Regions from separate parts of the Triticum aestivum genome. Here region 1 is linked to region 2. Evidence: chromatin contacts called from public Hi-C data. All regions are on one chromosome and are shown on one strand. Each heading gives the region's core, a stretch centred on a gene start, on an enhancer-like site or on the middle of the called end of the contact. The rest is flanking DNA. Distances are from core to core; before and after follow the strand shown.

What was found. A called contact is a pair of places that touch in the nucleus more often than the background predicts.
Region 1: a contact with region 2 is called in a Hi-C map of leaf, with 3 times the contacts expected there. The contact joins the promoter of LOC123181200 here to the promoter of LOC123181197 in region 2. A contact is called at or near these places in 2 of 5 Hi-C or Micro-C datasets (both in leaf).

Annotation. Positions count from the first base shown.
Region 1 is chr1D:238,165,522-238,168,221 of IWGSC CS RefSeq v2.1, reverse strand. It overlaps LOC123181200 (DEAD-box ATP-dependent RNA helicase 12), which reads right to left and starts at 1,350. Exons shown (of 10, transcript XM_044593454.1): 1 at 827-1,350; 2 at 265-325; 3 at 1-134. The coding sequence starts at 1,197.
Region 2 is chr1D:237,762,826-237,765,525 of IWGSC CS RefSeq v2.1, reverse strand. LOC123181197 (remorin) reads right to left here and starts at 1,439. Exons shown (of 4, transcript XM_044593452.1): 1 at 1,021-1,439; 2 at 691-928; 3 at 431-512; 4 at 1-330. The coding sequence starts at 1,141. The coding sequence ends at 133.

The DNA of each region.
Region 1 (2,700 bases), core at 101-2,600, 400 kb before region 2:
CCAGTTAGAGCAATTGGAATGCTTTCTTCTTGAATAGGAGATGGCCTTTCAAATCCCTTCTCATATATTCCCATAAGTAGCTCACGTTTCAAAAAATAATCTTCAAACTCGTTGCCTTTCGTTGCAGTAACATCCTAAGTAAAGCACCAAACATATTGCAGAATAGAAAGAACATCAGTACACCTGACATCTGCAGATTGGTGCCATTCAGCACCTCACGCCGAATCTTGCTGAGTGAAATTCCATGATGTCATTAGTACTCACCTCTGTCCTAAAACGAGTATCTGGAGCTGGAATATTCAACTGTGCCTTCCAATCTTGAGAGCTGGAACACACAAAAGAAGATAAAGGTGTCAACTAATTCCCTTTAAGGCAAAGCATTGCTAGGCTAGTTCCATACGGCATGACAAACAAATGAATCGATACGATGCTGCAGAGAAGTATGGAACACCAGCAATGGTGAACTAAGATGAAAACACAGCGTACTTGCATAAATAAAGTGCATCCAACCAGGAAGCAATCAGTTGTAATAGAGCAAATAAGCTTGCATACACCCAGTGGGTAGTTGCTTATTCAGCTTATTCAGTTAACAGCGTATACAGAGGAAGAGTTAAGCCTCTTGCAGCCATACAACTTAAGCAGAGCACTGCCTTGTCTCAAGGACATGATCTAATCATGAAATAGCACCTCTTCCCCCACCCCACCCCACCCCCACCACCACCCCCACCCCAACCCCACCCCACTTCCGCGACCACAAGAAAATCGCATCCGGGCGACACAAACCCTATCAATCGGCAAGGCAATAAGCAGCGTAAATGGTCCGTACCTCGTGTCCACCGCGTCGAGTCGCGCCACCGTCCTGGCCGCACCCTCTCCTGACTCCTGGGCCGCGGCCTGGTCCCGCCGCAGCCACTGCTGGTGCTGTTGTTGCTGATGCTGCTGCTGCTGTTGCTGCGAGAACGAGTTCCTCTGCGCGTGCTGCTGCTGCTGCTGCTGCGGGAACGAGCTCCTCTGCGCGTGCTGCTGCTGCTGCTGCTGGTAATCGTGGTGCTGGGGATGCGGGTTTCGGCCGCCGTAGTAGTTTTGGTTCCCGCCGCCACCTCCTCCACCTCCTCCACCGCCTCCGCCGCCGCCGTTACCGCCGCGGCCGCCGCCGTAGTCGTAGCCGGGCGGGTACCGGGCCCTCGGGTGGTGCATGGCGGGATCTAGGGTTTTGGAGCTGGGGGCGACCAGGCGCGACGGATCTAGGGTTCCGACGGTTTGCCCCTTTCGGAGGGCGTGGGTTTCGCTTTTGGGCTTTGGACGCGGTGGATCCGATCCAGAAGCGCACGGTTTCGAAATGTAGACCTCGGGAGGAGGCGGATATTTTTCTGTCTGAGGGGGGTGCTGCATCAAACGAGCTTAGTCTGAGGGGGGTTAGCATCCATTTCTCGGAATTTTTCAATCAGAAAACTGTCTCCTGGGCTTGATGTTCGAACTTAGTCTTGGAGGCTTTATTTTTTTTAAAGGATTCAATTCATCGAAAGCACAAGGCAATTTAAACATAATAAAAATTACATTAAGATTTCAAGACCGCCGAAGACCACTACTATCATCAAAACGAGCCGTCTACCTTTCGTTGTCGTCGGTCCCCTATCGAAACCGGTTTGATCTTGTCGATATCAGTCAACAAGTCTTCGTATACGTGGCCCTGAGGACCAGCACCTTCGAACAACAGTCATCGTTGTTGATCCCTTGAATAGATCAGAAGCACCGGACATTGAAATCTCACCCCACGACGAGAAGCCCTAACATCAACGTCCCAATGAGATAATGAGAATCTTTGAGGCTCTTAAATTCAAAGAATTTTCAGACGATGTAAGGTTAAATTAAGTTGTTTTATACTCCGTCTGTCTTAATTTGGACGGAGGGAGTATGTAACTTGTATGATTTTATTAAAATGTCGTGTCTTGCTATATTTCATACATACGTTTACATAACCTCTCTTTTTTGTTGTTCTCTCTCACGTCTAGCTCCAAGCATGACAACCATCATGTCATTATTATCAAGAACGGCTTGAATGAATTTAAGAGATTCATGCATGTCATTTTTGGGCAAAGCTTTAACAGTAAGTATTTCAACATCATGGATCAAAGTAGATTGTTTTTTTAGGGATGCCAACAAGATTGTTAAAATCTTGTTTAGTGGCAATAAAGTCATTAAATAACACTTTCTAATTCAGAAGGTACATTTTTGCTACCATAAGAATTCCCAAAATTATTTTGAGGATAAGTACCAACAAAGTTCCTATTAGCATTTAGCAAGGTTATTTATTAATAAAGTTAACATCCATTTGGTCATTATTTCGTTCAACAAGTGCAACAAGAGAACATCTGTAACATCACCAGGAGCCAACAAGAGAAACATCCACTTGCTCATTATTACCACCAAGAGAAACATCCCTAACATCCATGTTTAGAAGCATTCATAGAAACAATCATATCAATCTTATCATTCAAAATAAAATATCTTCTCACCATAGAAACCGTTCTTCTTATCCGCCATGTACTTCTTGAAGTTACGCTTTCAGTGACCCTTCTGTTTGCAGTAGAAACATTCAGTCTCCTTACTGGCTCTGAGACGGTCTTATCGACACCGCTAGATTTTTTCTTAGACTTGCCCTTCTTCTTGAAACCGGTAGTCTTGTTGACAATCAACACT
Region 2 (2,700 bases), core at 190-2,689:
TGATACCATACAAACTAAGATCACTCCCAGAGATAAATACACAAGTGATGCAATGGGCAGCACACATTGCAACGGTCAAACAGAGAGAAGCTGAAGATGAAGCGAAGAGGACTGTCTCCAAGCCGCGGCTATCTATCCCCTGCCGAAGAGCAGCTTCTTCGGCGCCTCACCCTTGGCGCGGTACTTGGCGGCGGCCTCCTCCGCCGCGACGATCTCCTCGCCGCGCCGCACTTCCGCCGCGGCACGCTTCTCCTCCGCCTCTTTGTGCACCGTCGCGGCGCTGTTCTTGAGCTTCTCCACGCAGCGCGCCTTCTTCTTCTCCAGCTGCTCCTGCATGTACGTAGGTGCCCCCACAACGTTTCGTGCCAATCAGTAATAGCTTGTGTCCTACTAATGGCGTCGCCTATGGTAAGTGGGAGCTCAAACTTACTTGCATCTTCTTGAGCTCGGCTTCCAGTTCCGCGGCCTTGGAGTTCTCCCACGAGGTGATGTCCGCCAGCAACTTCACGGCCCTGCGTGACACGAGAAAGTAAAAAAAAATGAGGGCTTAAATGAGAGACACGAGGTGATGAAGCACTGAATTCTGAGTGCAACGGAAGTTAAAATCTGAATGCGGATAAAAATGGAGCCATCTCGGTGAATATCATTGGTGGTGGTTACTCGTGAAAATTTAGAGAACGGGAGACTCACTTGTTCTCGGCTTTGGCCTTCTCGTTCTCCTCCCATGCCTTGATCAGCGAAATCCTCTTCTCGGTCGCGACCCTCGTGAGCAGAGCATCTGAAGAAGTGGCAGAGTTGCACATCAGTTTTTTTTTAATTAACCAACTGCTCAGAGCCTCAGATGTATGGTTGATTTCCGACTTGGACGAGGAAGACCCAGTACCTCGTTCGTGTGAGCCCCCTGTAGCTGCAGGCTTCTCGGCGTCATCTGAAGGAAAGAAACATGAAAAGGGTTAGCACCACTGACCTGACCATGTAGTTGCCCGCCGCTAACCATGCAACATGCATCAATCAACGTACTCTCGGCGACAACCAGGGCCTTAGACTCCTCCGGCGACGGAACCGCCGCCTTCTCGTCCGCGACGTCCTCGGTCGGCTCCGGCGCGGGTGGCGCCACATCCTGCTTCGCTTCCTCCGCCATCTGATCAACCTCGCAACGAGTCGATCAAGATATTTTAGCAAGACACGGAGTCAGAGGAGCCCAGAGTACAGTCTTGTTTGTGCTGGTCGGACGTGGTGGCTGGCAAACTAAAGCCAACGCAAGAGTACTATATGCAGCGGCCGCAGGAAGAGAGAGGGGAGACCCTAAAAAAAGAGAGAGGGGAGAGCACAGCACATCGATCAACCACTTTAACGGGCGAGGTTGGCTGGATGTAGTGTACAGATTGATTGGTCCAGATTAGGTGGCGCGCCTTCTCTCGCTCTTTTACGTCCCGGCTGCTGTGTTTTTCACAACAGACGTCACTTGCCCGCGTGCACGATTGATCTTTCACAGGTCGGCCACCACGGGTCACAAAACGGCCGGATATCGTACGCTTGCCAGGGAGGCGGCCCAAGCCGTTCGTGGTGGCTGGCAGGCACTTTGGAGACCCATTCAGACATACAAACACAAGTGCAGATGGACACGCGACAGGCGCGGTGGTTTGCAGTCGACGGCCGATAGATGACACCTGCCGGCGCGTCGTGTTCGTGCGTGGATGGGCAGCGAAATGGACGAGGCGTGTCGCGGAGTTTAACTTCGAGATCACGAAATGGTTTCTTTCTGGCCGGCGACGGCGATGTCGCGGGCACGACGACGGGGACGGACAGCGACTTGGAGGGGAGCTAGCTGCCCGGACGGGAGATATGTTTATCCGGCAAGAGACGTGCCCACGTTCGCACCGCTGGCGCTGGGGATCAGGGTGGATTCCTTCGTGCGTCGGCCTAATCTGTCGCCGTCTTATTTATGGACGATGAATCTATATATATCTCTATCGCCATTAAACTACTGGCGATTAGTTTAAAGATGGTCCGGATGTGTTCCGTGGACGCTGTGCAAAGGGCTCCACGTACATCTCTGGCAGAACGGAGCTGCAATGATTTGGCAGAAAGATGAGATGTGTAGTCTTCTCGCTGCCTAGCTCATCATCCATCAACAAAGATAATCATGCCTTCATCATCGTCATTACTCATTAAGTGGACTAATCTTAACGAAATGTCATGTGTCGAAGCTAGCTGGATTTTTCCACTTCTGTAAAGATCTCGTGCAGTTCAGTTTGCCCCGGCGGTATTTGATTGTCTCAGCAGTTATAGGCGAGCTGCTGCGATGCTAACGTATGCACGGCTGGACATATGGTCCGCTGACCCAACTTCGTTTCCGAAATTGAGTTTTTTTTTAAAGAAGAAGAAGAGAATTGCCCAGTTAATTTAAAAAAAAATCTACAAAAACGAAGTACGGATTAACCACTCACATGACAAAAAACCCGACAACCGCACAGTCGGCCCCTGCCAAACTCTCTGAATGCACAACATCCACAAACGCCAACATTGCTACTACGCAAAGTGAATCCTCACAAGAACACCTTGACACAAGACATCGTGCATCTCCCAATCCAAGAGGACAGGTCGAGAGACCGAAGATCATCCATCAAGCAACCAGAAACGCCTTACGTATGACGCCACTCTTGCCTTTGCCTACCTTCTATTTGCCCCTTATTGGTG